Linked DNA regions of Mus musculus: region 1 is linked to region 2. Evidence: chromatin contacts called from public Hi-C data. All regions are on one chromosome and are shown on one strand. The core of a region is the stretch at or near the end of the contact, and the rest is flanking DNA. Distances in the headings are between cores, read along the strand shown. Region 1 has its middle 64 kb from the start of Emb. Region 2 has its middle 29 kb from the start of Parp8.

The links. Hi-C and Micro-C count contacts between places; a contact is called where the count stands out from the background.
Region 1: a Hi-C map of double positive thymocytes shows a contact between it and region 2, with 4 times the contacts expected there. The contact joins two enhancer-like sites. A contact is called at or near these places in 2 of 484 Hi-C or Micro-C datasets (the N1E-115 cell line and double positive thymocytes) and 2 of 115 datasets of contacts at active chromatin or transcription factors (CD8 T cells and bone marrow-derived macrophages).

The regions. Positions count from the first base shown.
Region 1 is chr13:117,282,522-117,286,040 of GRCm38.p6, reverse strand. No RefSeq gene overlaps it. Among named protein-coding and RNA genes, the nearest start is that of Emb, 64 kb to the right of the region's middle. Within about 2 kb of position 1,795, at least 64 of the 459 cell types and tissues checked have an H3K27ac peak or open chromatin away from gene starts, as enhancers often do. A contact at or near this core is called in double positive thymocytes, where this site is marked.
Region 2 is chr13:117,052,546-117,056,648 of GRCm38.p6, reverse strand. It overlaps the pseudogene Gm29767. Among named protein-coding and RNA genes, the nearest start is that of Parp8, 29 kb to the right of the region's middle. Within about 2 kb of position 1,593, at least 17 of the 459 cell types and tissues checked have an H3K27ac peak or open chromatin away from gene starts, as enhancers often do. A contact at or near this core is called in double positive thymocytes, where this site is marked.

The DNA of each region.
Region 1 (3,519 bases), core at 546-3,045, 230 kb before region 2:
CTGGCCTGGGCATCTCAGCAAAACTCTGCCACAAACTGAAAATCACTATAAAGAACTGGAAATGTGGATCAGCAAGAAGACTGACTGTTTATTCCCAGCAAGCTCCTGGCTTCAACTGTCAAACCACAAACAAAATTTGTCAAATAAACAAATAAATAAATAAGGTCTAGAGAGATGGCACAGAGGTGAAGAGCACTGACTGCTCCCCCAGAGGTCCTGAGTTCATTTCCCAGTAACCATATATATATATGGTGGTTCATAACCATCTGTAATAGGATCCAATGACCTCTTCTGATATGTCTGAAGAAGAGTGACAATGTACTCACAAACATTTATTTAAAAATAAATCTTTAAAAGAAATAAAAAGAAGGAAACCAGAATTTCAAAAGCTATAAAGGTTTAAGGGGCCTCATCAAAGGGGAACATGTTCACTCTGGAACCATCCAATGGGGATAGAAAAGGGAGAAAGCTCCACTTTGAAAACGAATAGCTAGGGAGATAATCTAGCATTTAAAGCGGTTCTGGTTAGTTTTCATTTTTAAATAGTGTCTTATTTGTTTGCATATGTGTGGGGGGAACATGCAGAAGTCAGAGAACAACCTGTGGGACTTAGTTTTCTCCTTCCAGGATGTGAGTGCTAGGTATGGAACCCAGGTGGCCCGGCTTCTTAGGAAGCCCTTTACTCCTGAGACATTGCTTGCCCAGGATTGTTAGTTTTTCCTTATTGACTACACACAATGTAGAATTACCTGGGCATCAAGTCACAGTGAAAGATTTAAGCCGGGATGAGGGTATGTCTCTGGGGGACGATCTTGATTACTTGCCTACTGTGGGTGGTACCATTCCCTAGGCAGGCCATCCTGACCTGTGAAAGAGTGGAAAATGTTAACTGAGCACTCAAATTTGTGCACACACTACACTTTGTTACTGTTTATACGTGTAACCGGATCAACTTTCTCAGTCTCAAGCTGCTGTGACTTTCCTGCTAGGAGGGACTGGAATTTGGAACTGTGTGCTAAAATAAGCCCTTTCTCCCTGAATTACTATCAGGGTATTTTATCACAGTAAGTTGAACAGAAAATAAGAGAGAGACAGAGAGACAGAGAGAGACACAAACAGAGAGAGACAGAGAGAGACAGAAAGAGAGAAAGGGAGAAATTCTGACATGCAGGAACATGGGTGAATCAGCAGATTATCTGTTAAATGAAACAGTGACAGAGGCCAAGTTCTAGGAGTCCTCTATGATTTATTAATATGAAATATATAACATAAACAATCACTCAGAAACAGAGCTGGAGAGTACAAGGTAAGAGCTGCAGTTCAAACAGAATAAATCTTAAGTTTTGTAAGATGGCTAAATCACAGAGCCAGGACACATATTGTACCCATACTGAACACTGTGTTGTATACTTGAAATAATCTTATAGAAGGCAAGATTAAGCTTAATTTTCCTATCATCGCAAAAATAATGAAAAAAAAATAAAACAAACACATGAACTTTGAGTTCTCATCACACAATCACACTTAAACTACCCTTTACTCTTTAGACAAACGCTATTTTTTTCCAACATGGGAAACCCCAGAACATAATCAAGAGCAGAATTAAATTATAATTTGGTAACTCTTTTCAGAATCTTGGGAATTTTTAAAGCATTGAAAAGATTTATTACACAGAACGTATATAATTTGTCATATTCTCCGTAGCATATCCATTGAGCTGGTTCACAAGGTCATCAAATAGATGTCTGTTCCTCACTTAAACACATGCTGCTGGATGCTGTGGGTACCCACATCCTGCTTCCTGCCTCTGCAAGCCACTGTGAACCCTGCCTGGCAGTTCCCTATTTTGGGCTCCATGCTGTACCGACATAAGGTCTGCAGAATCATGTTTAAGAGGCAAGCATGTGTTAATGCAGTTATGAAAGAGGATTGGCGTGGATATGAATACCTGTCCTGTAGCTTTTTATGTGCAGATTTGTTTTGGAAATGTGCACAGCTTGGATTCAACCTTAAGAGATCCTTTTAAGGCTTTTCTTCATCATGAAGTGTCTATTGAAGCTATGGCGAAGTATGAAAATGAGCAACCTAAAGTATGTCATTTTCCTCTTGTATGAAGTTAAAATAACACAGAATAAAAATACTGTGGCCAGATTATTTTAATACACATACACAAATATATATATTTGTATATATTTGGGCCTGCGACCTGTGGCTAAGCCATATAACATGGCAAGAAGCACATGGTAAAACTGCTTGGCTCACAGTTGGGAATGGAAGGGACAAATATGGAGAACCAAATCTCAGTACTCCTTCAGAATATGGCTCTGATGAGAAGATCTCTCACAAAACCCTAGCCCTAAAAGTCTCCATTACTTCCCAAGAGATCCAACCTGGCGAGGGTTAAGCCCTTTAAAACATGGGCTTGCTGGTGAGATGGCTCAGTGGTTAAGAGCACCGACTGCTCTTCCAAAGGTCCTGAGTTCAAATCCCAGTAACCACATGGTGGCTCACAACCATCCATAATGAGATCTGATGCCCTCTTCTGGGGTGTCTGAAGACAGCTACAGTGTACACACATATAATAAATAAATCTTTAAAAAACAAACAAACAAACAAACATGGGCTTTTGGGAGAACATTTCTATTGTAAACTATGGCAGTATATAAGTTGTTAACACAATCTTTTGTGTGTGTGTGTGTGTGTGTGTGTGTGTGTGTGTGTGTGTGTGTGTGTGTATGTGTGTGAGGCAGGGTTTCTCTCTATAGCCCTGGCTGTCCTGGAACTCACTTTGTAGACCAGGCTGGCCTCGAACTCAGAAATCTGCCTGCCTCTGCCTCCCAAGTGCTGGGATTAAAGGCATGCGCCACCACTGTCTGGCCAGACACCTATTTTTGAGACAGTTTATTTGGGGTCAACAGTATTGAGAAGCTTTGGAGGAAGCATGTTATTTCCTTTCTCTGGAATGAATATTTCTTGATCATCAAGTATATTTGTTGTGTTAGGAACCAACCAGTCAGGCCTCCTTCCACATTGTTCCCTATGTTCCTACAAGCAATGTATAAGAGACGTGACTTCAGGGCACCCCCACTCAGTATTCCTTATTTCAGTTCTATGTGCTTCTTTTTCTGTTGTATATTTAGGTTGCGATGGTTGTGATTGATTTGCTTTCAAAGGGAAGGAAAATGTCAAATTCCATGGTGAGCTGAAGAAGTAGCTTACATTAAAAACACATAAGATCTAACCTACCAACCATCAAGGCTAAGTCTAGCTGTCTTGGAACCTGGCCAGAGCACAGTCCTAAGTTAAGTTGGCCAAAATCACCTACCACAAAGGTAATTTTATAATCTCACATGACTTACTGGTTATAATATGCACACAACAGAGTAGCCGCTGTTTCTTTGCTCCTTTGGCTAGCAGAATTGTGGCTCACTGCTGGTGCTCACTATGGGGCGAGCATAGTACACACCGTGTACAAGTAGCCCCAGAAAAGAGCAAATTTAAAACTTAAAAGTAAGCCTT
Region 2 (4,103 bases), core at 344-2,843:
GGCCTCTGGCATGAATCATTCCAGATAAACTCACAATTCCCATTGTTTCTGCCCTGTTGCTTGCTATTTTTTTTTCTCCTATAACACAAGACTTTTAAAAAAAATAGACTCTTATATATTCTTCCTTCCTCCCAGCTTCCCACAACCATTTAGATTCAACTTGACCTTTTCTCCCGTTCTTACTTCAAGTTGCCTGCGTGTCAATAACTGAGAAATCTCATCAAAGGCTTAACTGTCTACACCCCACTGACTCATTCTTTATCACAATTTGATCTTCCTTATTCCCATACGATTTGTTTTTCAGTAATGTAAGTTTTTCAGGTTTTTTTTTTTTTTTTTTTTTTTTTTTTGCAATGTGTTTCTCCAAAGAGCAGCTGTTAGCCTTCTTTTGCCCTTATTTACAAAAAAATCAAGCATGCTAAGCTTCTTAGATGACAACGGTTGTTCCAACTTGAGAATAAGAAATTGATGCTCTGAAGACAAAATGAAGGTATTGTAGCCATGCCAATGAGCAGAGCAGAGCAAGGCAGAGCAGAGCCAAGCATTTGTGGGACCCTCTTGGGCTTTATTTTCAACAAGCTACACATGATCGCTGTTTGTGGAGCAGAGACCGAAGGAAAGGCCATCCAGAGAGAGCCCCACCCTGGGATCCATCCCACATACAGTTTACCATACCCAGACACTGTTGTGGATGCCAAGAAGTGCATGCTGACAGGAGCCTGATATAGCTGTCTCCTGAAAGGCTCTGCCAGAGCCTGACATATACAGAGGTGGATGCTTGCAGCTAACCATTGGACTGAGCACAGACAGGATCCCCAATGGAGGAGCTAGAGAAAGGACCCAAAGAGCTGAAGGAACTTGCAGTCCATAGGAGGAATAACAATATCAACCAACCAGACCTATTAGAGCTCACAGGGATTAAACCACCAACCAATGAGTACACATGAAGGGACCCATGGCTCCAGCTATATATGTAGCAGAGGATGGCCTTGTCGGGCAGCAATGGAAGAAGAGGCCCTTGGTCCTGTGATGGTTATATGCCCCATTATAGGAGAATGCAGGAGGAGGGGGAAAGGGATAGAGGGTTTCTGGGGTGTGTGTGTGAATCAGGAAAGGGGATAACATTTGAAATATAAATAAATAAAATAGCCAATGAAACAAATAAAGTTTTCTCCTTTTCTCTGTTGGTATAATTGTCTGTTTTTGAATCATGTCTGCTGTTCAGACATGGATCTTGAAAGTCACAGCTTCTGTTTTAGAAGAGGCCTTGTTACAAGGTATTAAGGTATTAAGCTGAGCCCAGCCCTACTCTACTGCATTAGGCTATGTGATTTCCATTCACTGCTAGAGTCATCTGAGTACATTATTCACTGCTACAATGCTGTTGCCACACCCCAGCTACTCTTTCTGCAGGTGACTTAATTAGTTAATGAAGCAAAAAGCTCCTGTTTCTAACTGATAAAGAAGAGACACCGACTGTTATTTTGAGTAGCAAAACAGGTTATTCTGTCCTAGTTTAAGACAGAGGCAACAGGGATAGCTATCAAGGTTTTTGTTTGTTCTTTTTCTTGAGGCACATCTGTGGCATAGTTACTTTGGCTGAGAGAAGCCTCTTGAACAATTGGAGTGCATTCTCTTCTTTGTTCTTTCTGAGGTGTGTGTGCGCGCGCTCGCGTGTGTGTGTGTGTGTGTGTGTGTGTGTGTGTGTGTGTGTGTGTGTGTGTGTGTGTGTGTTTCACATTCTTTAATTTGCTGTTTCCTCCATGTGAAGTCTGGTTAGCATATGTGGTTATTGTTGGAAGGTCACAAGGAAGCAGAGCTGCTTATCACGGCCTTTTATCTTTACCTAGGCTAGATTTTTTGACCAGCTCATGACTGCCCTGCACCTCTGTCTGCAAGATTTCAGAACAACTAACAGAACAATGTAAAATGGCTATTATTTTTGAGAAAAGGCAGATTTCAGAACTGGAGGAACGAGGTACCAACCGGAGAAGATTGTTTCGTCCTATTGTGTTCTTGCTGTTCTTTTATACAGCCAGGAATTAAGACAAGCAGTTCCTAATTTTAAACAACAACAACAACAACAAAACGTACTGCAAATAAAGCAAAGCCTGGAGAGATGGCTCAGCCTTTACCAGCACTTGCTGCTCTTCTGGAGGAACTGGGTTTGATTCCCAGAACCTCATGGTAGCTCACAACAACCTGGTACTCCAATTCTAGGGAACGTGGTGGCTTTCATTGACCTTCTCAGGCACCAAGCATTCACGTGGTATACATCGCACACAGATCAAACACATGCAAATAAATGCATTTTACAAAAAGAAATATGGCTGTTGACACATAATTATCATTTCCAGCTACAACATACGTGTATATAGTTTGAAAGAGAAAGTGGAAACTAGAAACCCAACTAGAAAAACTCAAGTTGCCTGAATCATTGGCTGACTAATATTTTTAAAAAACAGAACAAAAAATATTTATTTATTTGTGTGTGTGTGTGTGTGTGCACCTACATATGTGGTATTTCTGTGACCAAGTGTATATGAGCACACAGTGACCTACATTTGGAAGTCAGAGGACAGTTTTCAGAACCTAATTTTCTCTTGACCTTAGAACCTTAATTTTTATATTATTGTCATTGATCTTACTGATATTTTGATACAAGGTCTTTCCATGTTGCCATGAATAGCCTGACACTTTCTGGATAGTCAAGACCAGCTTCAAACTCACAATTCTTCTGCCTCGTTCTCTAGAATCCTGCTATTCTAGAGAATGAGCCACTGTGGCCATCATATCTTTATTTCATGGTAAACATACATAGAGAACTGGTAAGGGGCTAAGTTTAGCTTTGTTCTTTTCACGAAACACAGTCTATAACAGTAAAACAACAGTAATAAAATGGAATGTATAAGTGCTCAGTAACCTTTTTTGCAACTACACTGCTTAGCCCAAAGTCTTCAAGGACTTGATGTGTTTTGGAAGAGTAACCAGGTCTCTCACATAATATTAGAACTTTGACCATGGAATAATACCCGTTGTTGTTGCTGTTGCTGTTGCTGTTGCTGTTGCTGTTGCTGTTGCTGTTGTTGTTGTTGTTGTTGTTGTTGTTGTTGTTGTTGTTCTTCTTCTTCTTCTTCTTCTTCTTCTTCTTCTTCTTCTTCTTCTTCTTCTTCTTCTTCTTCTTCTTCTTCTTCTCCTTCTCCTTCTCCTTCTTCTTCCATTAATGTACTGTTTCCTCATTGTAGGGTCTAGTTTGCATATGTAGTTACTGTTGGAAGGTTACAAGTCAGCAGAGCTGTTAATCATGACATTTATCTTTTCCTACCCTACCATTTCTTGACCACTTCATGATTGGCCTGTACCTTTGTCTGCAAGATTTCAGCACAACTAGCAGAATACTATATAATGACAATATTGGAATACTGATGTAAACTTCAGGCAACCTAATTTTGAGAAACAAAACTAGAGGAATGAGTTTAGATTGTAGGTTAGAGAAATGGAGGGCAGGATATGGTCTCCCCATTCTCAGTTGTTTGCAAATACATTTACCCCCCACAAAAAAATTTACAGTTGAGGCAGAGTCTTTTTGTCTGCCCAAGAGCTGTTTCTGATTCCTATCTGTTATCTGTTTAGGAGCTGGTTGGGCACAGTTGATGAATCAACCATTGCCCATTTCCCCTTTTTTGTGATTTCCTTAGAGGCCGGTTCTATTTCTGATCTCAAAGACAGAAAAGGAAGTAGCCTGAGAACTTCTGGGAAAGAGTTTGCTCCTTACACAAATGAAAGAAGCTTTATTGCCCACCTTTCCTGCCTCCCCTCTAACGTGCAAATAAATATCGACAATCTTAACTGTTGCAGCTACAAACCATGAGGAGATGAACTTCATGATGAAACCAGCTGGCCAGGAAGCCAAAGCAAAGGAAGGAAGACATCAGGTTTCAAAGACAGCATCAAGCCACAAACAACCCCAAGGCAAGGAATTTTAGGATTTCTCATTAAATACCATGATATCAGTAAAGTGGCCTTCTCTTCTTTCTTCTTTCTTTACTCCTCTTCGTTATCTGTGGTGTTTGGGATGAAACCCAATATATTCACCAAGACTT